Linked DNA regions of Macaca mulatta: region 1 is linked to region 2. The links are chromatin contacts, called in public Hi-C maps. All regions are on one chromosome and are shown on one strand. Each heading gives the region's core, a stretch centred on a gene start, on an enhancer-like site or on the middle of the called end of the contact. The rest is flanking DNA. Distances are from core to core; before and after follow the strand shown. Region 1 holds the start of PPP2CA (protein phosphatase 2 catalytic subunit alpha). Region 2 holds the start of SKP1 (S-phase kinase associated protein 1).

Region 1 (3,837 bases), core at 782-3,281, 50 kb before region 2:
TGCACTCCAGCCTGGGCGACAGAGTGAGACTCCGGCAAAAAACAAAACAAAAAACAGACAATCTAGGCAAAGAGAAATTATGTTGATTCTGTTCCTTAAGTCAGACCTTGGAAGGTCAACTGCATGACTGTGACTGAGACTTTGTACTTGGGAGTAAGCAGTTTTAAATCCTGACCAATATCTCGGGCAAGTCCCTTCTCTTTTCTGAGTGCCCGTCTGCTTCTTGCCCTATTAGACATTTCTCACATAGGTTCATGGCAATGGTAAAGAATACGATTAGACAGCACACTGGGTATGGCTTTATAATCACGGGCATTAAGTGATGATTTTTTTTCCTTGTTCATTCCACTTGGTCTTAACTCTTCCCTTCTATTGTTTGGGGATGTTAACTGCAAAGCAGGGACAGAATTTGGGCTAAAGTGTCTTTTTCCCAATCTGGTAAATTAAGTATGTGGTAAGACTTCTGGAAGAGTAGATCTGAGGTACTTTCTTTGGTGCACACTAATAGGAGGTGTGAAGGGAAAGCAGAATTGCAATTTCCAGCCTAAGGAGGCCAAGCCAGTCGGCCTCGCCAAACAGGTTGTCTTGGATAAAGAAGGATTTTCAGTCCTGCTATTGGCTGATGGGACCTCCAGTGCCTTCTTCAGCCTGTTGGTGGGGATGACGCCCTCAGAGTGGCAGGTTGAGCACTCTCCTCCCAAGCATCGCTGAGCACTTGGGTGTGGAAGGGTTGCCTGATACTGAGGGTGGGGCGCCTGGAAGATAGGCGATCAGGTTCAGCTCTTGCCTTGCCCTTTATGGTTAAATGTTCTTTGGAAAGCTTCTATATCTCTCAAATCCTGGGGGCATTATGATCTTTCTTCTGCCTATCCTAAACCATCTTCAGCCAGTACTGTTGGGAGAATACAAGCTCCAGGGCAGGGTCCCTGGTCCGTCTGGATGACCCCTCTGGTTCTGGCACATAGCTGGCGTTCTATGGAACCAGGTATTTATCTAAAAGCAGGGACAGTGGAATGTGAAAACGTTTTGCAAACTCCAAAGCGATTCATAACCAGACAGAGGTCCAATCCTAGGGTATACGAGCTCTCTTTTAAGCACGGATCACAGCTGCTTCTAACGCCACCGAGACGCGGTCAGGACAGGTGCATCCATCTTCTCTGGGCTTCCCCTCTTAAAAGTAGGCCAGGGCGCGCAGCGGTTGAGGGTTTCTCATTCCCAGGGGGGAATCAAACTTGGAGGAAAGCAACCACGGGCGAGGAGCTGGGCGCGTGGAAGCGAGCCGCGGTCCGAGGCTCAAAGAAAAGCCCAAACCTCGCCCCCGCCATCGCGCCGGACGAGACACCTAAGTCCGGGGACAGGTATGTGCCGGGGAAGTCAGGTGCACTGCACGGCACTCCCCCGGTAGGTACACGCTCCTCCACCTACGAGTGACCTAATTACAAGGTGCCAGCCGCGCCCAGAGGTGGAGGTGGTTAATCCAAGCGGCCACTCGCTGCCCGTTCCTGCCCCCAAAGATGAGGGAAACCCACACGTTTACAGCGCCGCTGCACCCCGGATGAGCCATGGGGTCGCAATTCTCGTTTCCGTGATCGGGCTGCCAGGCCCCAGGTGAGGAGCTGAGTTCATCACCAGAGCAGCCTTCCCATGGGAACCAGTTCCAGGCCGTCAGTAGCCCCGGTTTCCACCCGGTCTGCGCCTGCGCGCGGTCCAAGTCCTCTCCTCTCAGGGTTTAGCGCTAAGGGATTAGTCCAGTTCGCCGCTGTGCGCACTGCGCATGCTCCAGCTCCATCCTTCCCTTCCCCCACCACCCCGCCCTCCGGGAGCCACGCCCAAAAAGTCAAGGCGCCTCAGTTACCAACCGGCTACGTCGCGCCTGCGCTTTGACCCCCAGTTTGCGCCCCAACTCCGGTTGTGCGGCCGCCCGGGGTGGGCTCTGCAGTTGCGCAGCTTGCTCCCCGGCCCTCTTCCCCTCCGCTCCCCGCCGCCTCCTGACGCCGGGCGTGACGTCACCACGCCCGGCGGCCGCCATTACAGAGAGCCGAGCTCTGGAGCCTCAGCGAGCGGAGGAGGAGGCGCAGCGGCCGACGGCCGAGTACTGCGGTGAGAGCCAGCGGGCCAGCGCCAGCCTCAAAAGCCGCCAGAAGTACAGGAGGAACCGGCGGCGGCGTGTGCGTGTGGCCCGTGTGCGGGCGGCGGCGCGGGAGCAGCGCGGAGCGGCAGCCGGCTGGGGCGGGTGGCATCATGGACGAGAAGGTGTTCACCAAGGAGCTGGACCAGTGGATCGAGCAGCTGAACGAGTGCAAGCAGCTGTCCGAGTCCCAGGTCAAGAGCCTCTGCGAGAAGGTGAGCTGTACTACGGCTGCGGACAGCTGCCGCGGGGCCAAGCCCGCCAAGGAAAAGGCGGCCGTGAGGAGGGTGCAACATGGCGGAGGCCTCCGGCCCGGGTCCCCCGAGCCTCCGAGACCGGCGCCCATCCCGGCCGGCGGCGGCTTCCGAGCGACCCGGCGCCCCCTGCCTCCCGCGCAGGGATTGGTTGTCGCCGCCACCGCCGCCTAAAATGGCGCCGTTCACCCGACTCCTGGGTTTTTGAGTCTCCCGGCCTTGGCGCCAGACGAGGTGGCAGGGGGAGCGGAGACCCTGTGGGTCAGCGTCGTGGACGGTTTTGAGGGTGAGCTGGCTTGGATTCTGCGGCTTGGGAATGGAGCCTGGGCCTCTACGGTGGGCTGAGTAAGAGTCTTTCCGCTTGTACCCAGGCCTAGTTAGGTCCAAAGCTGCCCAGAGGATCCCCACAGGCAGTCTTGTTAGACCATATCCCAGAACATATCTAAAGGTCACACAAGTTTAGTACCCCTTGGTGGCTTGTATTAAACTCACTAAGCGATCTTCTCCAGAAACCAAAGGGGTGTCTTTAAGAATTTAAAAATTATTCTCTTAACCTAATTTCTGCGAAGGTCATGGTGGTAGGTATAAGATAGGAGTTTAACTTATTTTTCATAGTTGGAAGAAATCGGGAATTTGGTGAGTCATACTACATAAGGAGCTTTTGGATTGGCAATCAAGTGTCACTTGAATCTATGATTTATATGCTGACTCAAAGCCTTCTCTAAGCTTAACACACTTGGCATTTTGCCATTTATTTTTAAAATGAACAACATAAAATGGAAGAGCGGTAAATTTTGTATCTTTGTTGCAAAAGTTACTTCATAGTATTTTGTGACTGCTGGTAGTAGTAGTAATAACTGTCGACTGAGATTGTATTCCAGACATTGTGCTTAGTGTTTAAATAATGTCTCACACTGAAAATAGAATGTTGTAGTCCACTTAACCCTAAACTTTATATTAGCTAATTCCGTTTTGTTTTCCCCTAGGGATTGGGGAAACAGGTAGCTAATTTAACTATTAGCTGTGTGTTGTATTTTTAAATTCTTGTAACTCAGTTTTCTAAAGTACACAAAATGCTGATCTCTGCTGTGAACATTTTAGCTTCCCTTTTCAAAATTAACTTTGCAGCATGTCGCTTTAGTACGGAATGGTGGAGTATCATATTAGCATTTTGTATTCGTGAAAAGAATCAATGGAAAACTATTACCCTGATCTGTTTGTGGTTTGATGTGAAAATTAGGTTCATGAGTTTGATGTATATGTTTTCAAGACAGGCTTTTTTAGAAGCCATGTTGTGAACAATTGGAATTTAAGTAAGTCAAATTTAGATTTATTTCTCCCAAGCCTGAACAAAACTACTACTAGTGGATGAGGTGGTACATCATTTGTTGGAGATGGCTTTTAATGGTAGCGATGTATTAAATCTCCTGTTTCTTTACCCTCTCACATCAAATG
Region 2 (4,207 bases), core at 1,051-3,550:
GAAGGTAGGGTTGATCCAGAAAGTGAGGAGCTAAACTAGTCACCTTTGACGAACACTGTTGGCTCCTTCCTGGCAGTGCTTCACCACTGAGACGCTACTACAGAGGTTTATTCACTTACTCTGGGCTTGAGGATCACCTGGAGAACTTGTTTAAAGGGCAGAAAAACCTGCCGCCAGGGAGTTATTAGATTGAAAGTGGACCCAGGAATCTGCATTTTTCTTGAACAAATTTATTTTTAAGTTAAAAATTTTGAATATGTAATACATTGATGTGAATTGATACCCAAAAGGTAGAAAGGGGTATAAGGTGAAAAATTATTCTAACCCGTCCCTCAGTGACCTAGTTCCCTTCCTCTGAGGCGACCAATTTCTTGTGTATCTTTCCTGAGATAATCTATACATAAAGCACCATATACAAGCAAATGAAATATGTTTTATTTATTTATTTTTTGAGACTGCGTCTCACTCTGTCACCCAGGCTGGAGTGCAGTGACATCATCTCAGCTCATCGCAACCTCTGCCTCCTAGGCTCAGGTGATCCTCCCACCTTAACCTCCAGAGTAGCTGGGACTACAGGCTCACGCCACCATACCCAGCTAATTTTTGTTTTTTTGTAGAGATGGGGTTTCACTATGTTGCCCAGGCTGGTCTCGAACTACTGAGTTCAAGTGATCTGCCCACCTCGGCCTCCCAAAGTGCTGAGATTACAGGTGTGAGCCTCCATGCCCGGCCCCGAAATCTCTTTTAAAAGTAGGCATTTCTTGGTGATTCTAATAAAGGGGGTTCTCAGACATATTTGGAAAAGCATATACCTACTTTTACGCCAGACCCTGTGCTGGGGCCCCAGGCTAGCTGTATGACCTGACACTGCACAGTCCTGCTTAGGATGCTCAAGGAGAGTTTATAAGGTATCACCCTGCATACCATAGGCAGGGGAGCAAAGGGGCTCCAGTGGGCCCTGCCTAGGAGGCCTGAAGCTGGAGCTGCTGAGGGCAGGGCTGTGCTGCTGAGAAAATATCTGAGAGCTGCAGGCGTTTCATCTTCTGTCATCAGCTGTGGCACCTGGCAGACACTGGATACCACAGCTTGTAGACAAAGACCTGGTAACTCAAGAAGCTGCTTGGCATTCCTGCCCAGTCCCATCCCAGAGGCACTGTACGTCTCCGGTTTCTTCAGGGGGCCCTGTGTGGAAGTATCTTTTGTCTTCCTGTGTCAGGGATACCATCACGTGCCTATTGGCTAGACGAGCCCGGCGCCCAGTCTCCTAGGACAGGGAGAATAACGTTCCCGAGCAGAGCGGGGTGGGGCTTTCAGACTACTCCCGTTCCTTTACTGCAGGCTTCATTCCATCGACCTCATCACAGCCTTCCTGGGAGCACCCCAGACAAGAGTTCTGTCCAGGCCGGGCCCTGGCTGCCTGGTTCACTGCCGAATCCCCAGCACCACGCCTCGCATGTCGGGCTCAGAGCATGTTTAGTGAAGGAATGGGTACCTATTGCTAGATGGAAGCCATCTCTCTAGATTTGGGGTTTCCCTACGACGATGGCTATTTTTGGCACGGAAGCCTCTTTAGAAGTCAATAGTAGGAAATAAGGGCTAACGGCACCTAACTGTGGAGTAATGTTCAAATCCTGGCTCTGCCACTTAACCGTTCCGAACCTGTTCCCTCACTGCAGAGGCGAAAAGGCTAACACTATTTCACCTCGGAGGGTTACTGTGGAGAATGGAGGCTGGACAAGCTGTATCAGTTCAGTAGTAAAACACACACACACAAGCGCCCCCCCATCCCCACCCCAGGAATGAACACACACACACCCGCGCGCGCACACACATACACCTCAGGAATGAACACACGCGCGTACACACACACGCAGCCCCTCCCAGGAATGAACACACACACACACGCGCGCGCGCCCCGTTCTGTTGTTCCCAGGAACACACACATAGGCGCACACACGCCCCGTTTTGTTTTTTCCAGGCCGTTTAGCTGGGGTATTTTACTCGGCTTAGGGCGCCCCTGCCTGAAAGACCTTTCTAGGCCAGTCAGGGTTCGGCACCCAGTTGATGAGAGAGCGCGGCGCTTTCAGAGCTAGGGAAAGGCGAAAGCTCTCCCGTTCCCCAACCCCCCGGCCAGCCGCCCCGGCAGCTCCTCGTCGCCTCCCGGCCTGGGCCCGCCCCGCCGTCTTCGGCCTGCCGTCAGGCGATCTCGGCGGCCAGCCCAGCCGCTGTGTGACGCCGCGCGCCCCGGGGTCCTCGGCGCCTGCGCCCTCTCCTATAAAGCAGACGCCGCGCCGCGCCGAGAGGCTGTAGTGGCTTCGTCCTCCGCTTTTCTGTTCCTCCGCTGACGTCTCCTAGCTCTCGTCAGCCTCCCGCCGGCAGTCTCCTTAACACCGAACACCGTGAGTAGCCGCCCACTGAGCTGGAAAGGGTCGTGGCTCCCGGATTGCATGCAGGCTGGCCTCACTGCTGCGGTTTGGGCCTGCCCGCGGCGGGCGGTGACTGGGCCTGGCCTTCTTTCGGGCCCGGTGGATCGTGTTGTCGACCCCGTTCTTCGGGAGACACCATCAGGTCTCGTCCACCCTCTCCGCCCCCGATTCAGCGAGGCCTGCTCTGGCCGCGCGTCCTCACAGCGCTCCATAAGTGTGAGCCGAACCCCGGGCTGGGCTTTCTCTGCACCGGCCGAGCGTCAGCCGGCGCAGGCTCGGCTGCAAGGCCCAGGCTATGGCCGGGGGCCTCTCTTGGCCTTAAGCCTGCTGTCCCGGGGACTAGGGCGGGGGTGGCGGCGGGGTTGTGAATGGGGGTCCCTTGGCTGTCGTGAGCATGGGCGTGTGTCGGTGTCTGGCTTTTGTTGTGGTCGGGAGGGAGAGCTGCGGTGGTGGTCTGAGGCCGCCCGGTTCTTGGCTGCCATCCTTTCTCCCCCGTGTCTGGCGTCACTAGCTACCCGTCGGTCCTGGCTAACTGTGTGCGGGCGCCGAGTTTCTGCACATAGCCGCCTGTTCCTTGTAAATATTTCTTCGCGTTGTTTTGCTATGACTTGGAGTCGTTGAAATAACTATTGTGATAGCAGATACCATCTTCAGAGTGGTGTGACTTGTAAGAGCTGTGTATAACTTAACTCGAAGTGTCTGGCTTTTAAAGAAATAGGATGTCCAGCTGCTTTGGTTCACTTTTAGTGGGAACTTCACGTTTGGGTTTTAGGAACATGCATTTTTCCATTAGAGCGTCACAATAGAATGTATCTGTGTCATAGAACAATAGTCTCCTCCACTGTGCAGTCTAAAAAGCAGTGGCAGAATTTCGGGTCACTTAAAACGCAGGGGTTTTTTTCCCTTTATGATGTGATAGAACCCACTTTATGCTGGCCATGGAGAATTATTTACAAGTGCAGGAGCCTTTAGGCCTCTTTCTTTAGAATGGAATTGTTTTGAAAACATTTCAAATCAAAATTTCATCCATTATTACTTAAAAATTTTGCACTTTATTCTACTGTAACACTAAAACTTATCTTTTAGTTTAGTATTACCAAGTGCATCGAATTACAGATTTAACCGATTACCTACCTGCTATTTAGTAAGATCTCAACTCCCTTAAGAGTAACCCAATCCACGAATTTGACTATGACTAAGCACTTGAGTTATTTGAAAGAAATATGAAACGGTCGTCTTGCTTTTAGAGTAATTTTATCAACTGCATTGTTAGACTTGTGATTCTGCACTGTTCATTTCAGTACTATCTGATATAAAAATTACATGTTTAAATGTTTTATAATTAAAAATTGGACTCACGTTAAAATATTTTCTTTTGGAGATACCTTTTATTGTTGTCTTGTCACAGGAAGGGTCCTCTACTCTGGGTCCTTCTTCATTGAGCAGGGACAACGGCATTATTGGCAAGCGCTAAGCAACATGGAGAAGCAGACATGTTTGTGAATTGCAAAGTGAAATCTGATTCTCTCCAACCATGGATGAGTGAGAGTAGGATATTTCAGTGGCTGGTTTTAAAACACGCTTTACTTTTTTGCTTCCTTTGCCTAAGAACCTGTTTGCTTTGGGGTTGCGGACAATTGTCTCAGAGAAGCTGAATGAATATTTTAACCGATGTAATGGGTCATAAGTCTTTGAACATAAAATGGGTGTGATGCATGTTTTAAATGCCAAATGATACACTTTTGTGAAAATATATGCGATTTTTAATACAACACACCTAG

What was found. Hi-C and Micro-C count contacts between places; a contact is called where the count stands out from the background.
Region 1: a Hi-C map of fetal cortex germinal zone shows a contact between it and region 2, with 1.9 times the contacts expected there. The contact joins the promoter of PPP2CA here to the promoter of SKP1 in region 2. A contact is called at or near these places in 2 of 14 Hi-C or Micro-C datasets (fetal cortex germinal zone and liver).

Annotation. Positions count from the first base shown.
Region 1 is chr6:143,127,123-143,130,959 of T2T-MMU8v2.0, reverse strand. PPP2CA (protein phosphatase 2 catalytic subunit alpha) reads left to right here and starts at 2,031. Exons shown (of 7, transcript XM_015140928.3): 1 at 2,031-2,343. The coding sequence starts at 2,242.
Region 2 is chr6:143,077,015-143,081,221 of T2T-MMU8v2.0, reverse strand. It overlaps SKP1 (S-phase kinase associated protein 1), which reads left to right and starts at 2,300. Exons shown (of 6, transcript NM_001193590.1): 1 at 2,300-2,399.